Regions from separate parts of the Sus scrofa genome. Here region 1 is linked to region 2. A link is a contact called in public Hi-C data. All regions are on one chromosome and are shown on one strand. The core of a region is the stretch at or near the end of the contact, and the rest is flanking DNA. Distances in the headings are between cores, read along the strand shown.

Region 1 (3,845 bases), core at 281-2,780, 370 kb before region 2:
GTACAACTACTATGGAGAACAGTGTGGAGGTACCTTAGAAAACTATACATAGAACTACCATATGACCCTGCAATCCCACTCTTGGGCATATATCCAGACAAAATTTTCCTTAAAAAAACACATGCACCCGCATGTTCATTGCAGCTCTATTCGCAATAGCCAAGACATGGAAACAACCCAAATGTCCATTGACGGATAATTGGATTAGGAAGAGGTGGTATATATACACAGTGGAATACTACTAAGCCATAAAAAAGAATGAAATAATGCCATTTGCAGCAACATGGATGGAACTAGAAACTGTCATCCTGAGTGAAATAAGCCGGAGAAAGACAAATACCATATGATATCACTCATATCTAGTATCTAATATACAGCATAAATGAATTTTTCCACAGAAAAGAGAATTATGGACTTAGAGAATAGACTTGTGGTTGCCCCAGGGGGAGGGGGAGGGAGTGGGATGGATTGGGAGCTTGGGGTTAACAGATGTAAACTATTGCTTTTGGAATGGATTAACGATGAGATCCTGCTGTGTAGCACTGAGAACTATGTCTAGATACTTACAACGAAGCATGACAATGGGAGAAAAAAGTATGTAAGATGTATGTGTAACTGGGTCCCCATGCTGTACAGTGGGGGGAAAAATTGTGTTGGGGAAATAACAACAACAACAAAAAAGTCCTCCAGGGACTGTTCCAGAGTGAGTGAGTGATGAGGTGAAAGATGGCATAAGGGGATACCTGAAAGTAAAACAAAGTAGTCTGGAGCAGGATGGCATTTCCCAAATTCACAGTCCTCATTACCAAGCAGTATGGTTATTCCCTTTTCACTGTTTCTCCATTCTCAAAGAGGAAAGTTTGATGAGTTTTCATTTGATAGAATCCTGGTTTGATGGTCCTTGTTCAGCTCCACTTGAACCAATGTTAATTTCCTTTTTTTTTTTTTTTTTTTTTTTGTAAAGAAGAGCCTTTACCCTGGGCTATAATCCTTTAATAAAATATTGTATATTTTAGCTGGGATTCAATGTAATTGTTCTGCAATTGAGTTTTATGACTATTTTTTAAGTAATACTGTTTTCTCCATTAATAGTACATATAAAGTTTCCTTTTATGTATATTTTTAGCAAAAAAAGAAAGAGATAATCCAAAATTAAGTAAATGAAATATAGGATGTCCACAGGAAAATAAAATCATGAAGGTGGAACACAAATGACTGAATCAAAAATCCCTAGGCTGATAGTTAGAAGGGATAGAATTCTATACAAATTCTGCCCTTCAGAAATTATGCAACCTTGGGAAATTCATTTCCCTTGCCTGAGCTTCTCATTTTCTGATCTGTAAAGTTGGACAAGACAATCACCATGGTTCTGTCTAGCTTGCATATTCTAACATTCAGTCAGGGGAGGTGTCAGAAAAGCCTCCTTGATAGTGGAGGGCTGAGTTGACTTGGAAGGATTTGCTTTGTAGGGAGGTGGGGAACAGTGAGACTGAACAGATGCACCGTGCCAGGGACACGCAGGGTATATTTATTCTCTGGCTATATTTATTCATGCTCACCAGCCCCAAGTTGCCGTCCTTATTTTAGTACTGAATATGTTCGTTTCAGACACCCAAACTTGGAATTGGCCAGTAAATCAATACCAACATGTGACCAATTGATCTCTACCTATTTCCCAGATTTCCTTTCCTTATGACCTTGGAAAAATATGTCTTTACCCTTCTTAAAGAAAATGCTCTTAGTGGGTCCTATTCCCTATTTTCTGACTATTAAGTCTATAGACAACACTTACCAAACTTTTAGCAGGTAGCAGGCACTCTGCAAAGCACTTTAAGCATATTAATTAGCTTAATATTGCAACAGTTTGTAGAGGGAGATACTGCTGTTATCCCTATTTTACGAGGAGACTGGGGCTCAGAGAGTTTAAGTGACTCTTCAAGGTCACATAGCTTATAAGAGACAGAAATGGAGTTCCAGTACAGGTCTGTTGAATTACAAAGCCCATGCTCTGAAATCTTTACATTATCCATTTTTATCATTTTCTGTATCATTTTTTTTTTAAATTGAAAGTGAAAGTCAAAGAGTTGAGAATCTAAAATTGAGAGTTTCTTTTAAAAATTTAAATTCATTCAAGACATGTTAATAGAATGGAGTACTATCATTATTAAAATCACAAGTGTATGGGCTGGGCCAGTGCAGGAAAATGTTTGAGTGAAATACCCTGTGAAGAGGGGAGTGTATGTACTGATTGCAGCTCTGCTAAAGCAGTCTTAATATATAGCGGCATAGACTGTAGAGTATCTGAAGGATTTAGACAGTTCAGAGTGTAATGTGTTTTAGACACTTTTTCTCTGCAAGGTTACATAACTCCTTAATATGCAAATTTATATAGAGAAGTAAGGCAGTTTTTTTGAAAGTGCATAAAAAAGGAGTAATTTGCCCCATTGTGGCTAGAACTCTGGGTTCACACATTATAGGCCCACTTGTAGTATTTAGTGAGCAGGTGATTTCAGGAGAAAATTTTAAAAATTTCTCCTGAATTCCCATTCCTTTCCTGTCCTGAATCAACTTAATTGAATCAGAATTTAGTGAGAATGTTTCTATGCCCAGAAGTTTGTAAATATTTTGGATAGCATCCTCAAGGAAAATGCACATGTGAACACGCTTGTAATACTTTGCACTTTCTGTGGGCCCATAAGCCCCTGGTCTCAGGGGAAGCCCCCTGCTTAAAAAAAATTTCTTCTGGAGTTCCCGTTGTGGCTCAGTGGTTAACGAATCCAACTAAGAACCCTGAAGTTGCGGGTTCCATCCCTGGCCTTGCTCAGTGGGTTAAGGATGTGGCGTTGCCATGAGCTGTGGTGTAGGTTGCAGACTCGGCTCGGATCCTGTGTTGCTGTGACTCTGGCGTAGGCTGGTGGCTACAGCTCCGATTAGACCCCTAGCCTGGGAACCTCCATATGCCGTGGGAGCGGCCTAAGAAAAATGGCAAAAAGACAACAACAACAACAACAACAAAATTCTTCTGAGGTCGCAGCTTGGACAATTGGAATAAAGTTGGGGTGAACCTGAAAGGGTCTGGGTTTCATGGCAGGAGAGCAGAGATGCTCATCCTGGCAGTCTCTTACCTTGGTGTAAGGTCTTGTCATTTTGTTTGCTTTTTGTTTTTAAACAAAGACATTCATGACTCCTTGATCTTCACAGCTACCTTCCAGACCACACAGGGCAAATGATTTACACTGTTGTTTTAAGGGTGCAGATTTGGGAGCTAGTTGCTAGTATTAAAATGCCAGTTACTTACTATCTGTGTAACATTGGACATGCTACTTAGTTTTTTGAAGCTTGTCTCTTCTTCTATAAAGGGGAGATGATGATAATGATGATGAGAAGGAGGAGGACACTGCGTAGCTCCCTGGGTGGTTGTGAACATTCACTGATACATGTCATGTAGGCACAGAGAAAACCCTAAGTATGGTCACTTTCCATATCCACAGGTTCTCAATCCTCAAATTCAAACCCAAATGCAGATCAAAAATATTTGGAAAAAAATTCCAGAAAGTTCCAGCAGGCAAAACTTGAATTTACATAGCACTTACACTGTATTGACAACTATTTACATAGCATTTACATTGTACTAGGTATTATAAGTAATTTAGAGATAATTTAAATTATACAGGAGGCTGTGTCTAGGTAATATGCAAGTACTATGCCATTTAGGATAAGGGATTGAGCATCCTTGCATTTTTTTTTAATATTTTTTTTTTTATTTTCCCACTATACAGCAAGGGGGTCAGGTTATCCTTACATGTATACATTACAACTACATTTTTTCCCCCACCCTTTGTTCT
Region 2 (3,719 bases), core at 430-2,929:
AAAAAATTCATAGAAACAGAGTTAAGGTGTGGTCACCAGGGGTTGGGGAGAGGGCGTGGAGTGGGGAGATGTTTGTCAGAGGGTACAAACTTCCAGTTATAAGATGAATAAGTTCTGGGGCTCTAATGTACACTATGTGATTGTACATATAATAGTGTATTATATACATGAAAGTTGATAAAAAGTATAGATCTTAAATGTTCCCACCACAAAGAGAAGTGGTATTTATGTGACTTGATGAGGGTATTGGCTAACACTATAAGGGTAATTATTTTGCAATATATAAGTCTCTCAAATCAACACATTGTATGCCTTAAGCTCACACAATGTTATATGTCAGTTATATCTCAGTAAAGCTGGGGGTGGGAATTTACCCACAACCTTGCTTCCGGGGGAAAAGTGTGACACCGCAGCTAAGTGCTCAACTTTGGATAGACCTGTAGTTGGAAATTCTCTCCTTGATGGTCATATGGATTTAGGCAAAGAATTAAACTTCGCTCTATCTTGGTGTCCCCATAAATGAAAATGATTATAAGAATAGTCCTTCTTTCCGTGGGTAATGGGGAAAAAAAATGCGAGAAGTACTTAGCATGCTTTCTGGGATGGGGGCATGACAACAGTTGGATAAATGTTAACTAACATAAGGCTCTCCCCCAGCATCTTTTGCCATACCTACTCTTCTAAGTACCATTCGGCCACCTTGGGGAGGTGGTGTCCCTATAGCTGAATGTCCAATATGGATATCAGGCAGAAAGGGGAAAAAAAATCAACAAATAATCCAAATCACCCAACTCTCTTCCCCACAAGCCCGAGGTCTCTTATCCCACCCCCACCCCGTCCCACCCCCAGATAGCTCACAGTTTGTCCTTCATTTCTTTGAGGTCTTGACTCAAACATCACTTCAGTGGCATCCCAAACACTTGTATAAAATTTCACATGCCCCCACACACCATCCTGTCACCCCATCCTTGCTTTATTTTCTGTTACACCTGTCAGCAAAGGAATCTGTTTACTTTAAGGTTTGTTTCCTCCCACTGGAATATAAGTTCCCCCAGGGCAGGGATCTCTGTCTACCTGATTCAGTGGCTCTACCCACAGCCCCTAGAACAGACCCCAGGGCAGACAGCAGGCACCCAGTTAACACTGTGTTGAATGAATGAATGAGTGTCTGAGTGAGTGAATGAACGAATGACAAGAAGATTCTGAGTTTTAATTATGAGACCAGAGAGGTTTCGCAAGGATGGGGGCTGGTCTCGGATCTGACTCAAGTCCCTCTCACCTGCCTAACCTTGGAATTCTTCATCTTTTAGCTGCCACACAAGTTGCATAGGCCCCTATATCTGGGTGCTGACTCCAGGCGCCGTTCATTTAAAGGAAAGCACCGCCACCCTACTTTTGAAACTGCAGCCTGCATAGGAGTGAAAAGAGTCCCAGTGGGCCACCTCTGGGTGGGGGACAGGGGGATCCCCGCGCCCGGGTCACTCCTCCTCCCCACCCCTCCCACCGCCTCTTCCCCTCCCCCCACCGGCTTACCCTGGGGGCGGCGGGGGCGCAGCGGGCCTCCAGGCTGAGCCCGGTGGCGGCGGCGTCGAGGCTGCGGGCGCCTTCGCTGGACCCGCATTGCCCCCTAGTGCCGCGCGGAGTCAGGGCGCCGGGCTCCCCCGCCTGATGTCACCGCCGTGCAGTCAGCCCAGAGGCGGCTCATTGAAAGCAGACCCTCCTCGGCGCTGGCTGGGCGGAGGCGCAGCTGTCCGCAGACCCGCCACGGGCCGGGCAGAGCCGGGCGCCCCCTGCCCGGCTGCCCGCTCCTCCCCGCCGCTCCCCGCGAGCCCGGCCCGGCGCGCCTGACGTGGACCATTAAACTTAGAGCTGCCGCCTCGTCCCCTCTCTCCTCCTCCTCCCTCTGACAGGCGAACGAGCGGCTTGGTGCAGGCAGGAGACGTGCTGCCGGGCTGGCCTGCCCGGGGGAGATGACTTCTCGTCAGGAGGGCGCCTCTGGGAAGAAGACCACGGGGGAAGCAAAGTTTCAGGGCAGCTGAGGAGCCTTCGCCGCAGCCCTTCCGAGCCCTGTCACCCCCCTGGCTATGGAGGGCGGACTCTAAAATGAATCCCGATCTGGACACCGGCCACAACACATCAGCACCTGCCCACTGGGGAGAGTTGAAAAATGCCAACTTCACTGGCCCCAACCAGACCTCGAGCAACTCCACACTGCCCCAGCTGGACATCACCAGGGCCATCTCCGTGGGCCTGGTGCTGGGTGCCTTCATCCTCTTTGCCATCGTGGGCAACATCCTGGTCATCTTGTCTGTGGCCTGCAACCGTCACCTGCGGACGCCCACCAACTACTTCATCGTCAACCTGGCCATTGCCGACCTGCTGCTAAGCTTCACTGTGCTGCCCTTCTCAGCGGCCCTGGAGGTGCTGGGCTACTGGGTGCTGGGCCGAATCTTCTGTGACATCTGGGCGGCAGTGGACGTCCTGTGCTGTACAGCCTCCATCCTGAGCCTATGCGCCATCTCCATCGACCGCTACATTGGGGTGCGCTACTCTCTGCAATACCCCACTCTGGTCACCAGAAGGAAGGCCATCTTGGCGCTCCTCAGTGTCTGGGTCTTGTCTACAGTCATCTCCATTGGGCCTCTTCTTGGGTGGAAGGAGCCGGCACCGAACGATGACAAGGAGTGTGGGGTCACTGAAGAACCCTTCTATGCCCTCTTCTCCTCCCTGGGCTCCTTCTACATCCCTCTGGCGGTCATTCTGGTCATGTACTGCCGTGTCTACATCGTGGCCAAGAGGACCACCAAGAACCTGGAGGCTGGCGTCATGAAGGAGATGTCCAACTCTAAGGAGCTGACCTTGAGGATCCACTCCAAGAACTTTCACGAGGACACCCTCAGCAGTACGAAGGCCAAAGGCCACAACCCTAGGAGTTCCATAGCTGTCAAACTTTTTAAGTTTTCCCGGGAAAAGAAGGCGGCCAAGACCTTGGGCATTGTGGTCGGGATGTTCATCTTGTGCTGGCTACCCTTCTTCATCGCTCTCCCACTTGGTAAGTTGGAGCCTTGGCGGAAGGGAATTGGGCATTTTCAGATCTTGGGTTGATTGATGAGCTCACTAGAAAGTTTTTGTGGGATTTGGTTTTTCATGCAGCCTGTGTGTGTTTGGAGGCTGGGGACTGTTGCTTGTTCTGCAAAGGCTTTGCAGATTAGGTAGCTGGCTAAGAACCAACTCAGGTGTTAGTGGAACGTGCTAAGTATGGTACGAGTCACTTGAAATAGAACCACAGGAGGAAAATCTGGTATGTGGAATGACTCATTCAACAGCTTCAGTTTAATAATTAAAAAGGACACTGGATTTGAACATCACACTAGCATCATTTCAGTAGTAATGATGTGCCAGCTAAGGCAGCATCACTAATGCAGCATACAAAATAGTTTGTAGTTGCCGCAGACACGGCGTTTGGGAAGCGGGGAGGCAGCTCGTACACAGAAAGGCAGTTTTTCATTCAGCATCTTCAGGGCTCTTGCAGAGACCCAAGCTCCTCAAGAGCTTTGCAGAGGCTACGTTCTTCCCCTCCTCCCTTCGCCACTTGCTATCACCTCCATGCTCTCCCTTCACTGGGAGTTAATGAGAGCATTTTGCAGCCTCACAGCCCCAACCAGCCTTTCTCTAAAGCTTAAGATTTGAAAGAGAAGGAAGATAGCCAGGAGGTCACA

The links. A called contact is a pair of places that touch in the nucleus more often than the background predicts.
Region 1: a Hi-C map of epiblast stem cells shows a contact between it and region 2, with 1.5 times the contacts expected there. The contact joins two enhancer-like sites. A contact is called at or near these places in 3 of 47 Hi-C or Micro-C datasets (embryonic fibroblasts, epiblast stem cells and heart right ventricle).

The regions. Positions count from the first base shown.
Region 1 is chr16:63,970,421-63,974,265 of Sscrofa11.1, reverse strand. The region is part of intron 1 of ADRA1B (alpha-1B adrenergic receptor); the gene reads left to right. Among named protein-coding and RNA genes, the nearest start is that of ADRA1B, 38 kb to the left of the region's middle. Within about 2 kb of position 1,530, at least 2 of the 83 cell types and tissues checked have an H3K27ac peak or open chromatin away from gene starts, as enhancers often do.
Region 2 is chr16:63,600,976-63,604,694 of Sscrofa11.1, reverse strand. ADRA1B (alpha-1B adrenergic receptor) reads left to right here. Exons shown (of 8, transcript XM_021076921.1): 7 at 1,911-3,052. The coding sequence starts at 2,104. Among named protein-coding and RNA genes, the nearest start is that of TTC1, 87 kb to the right of the region's middle. Within about 2 kb of position 1,679, at least 26 of the 83 cell types and tissues checked have an H3K27ac peak or open chromatin away from gene starts, as enhancers often do.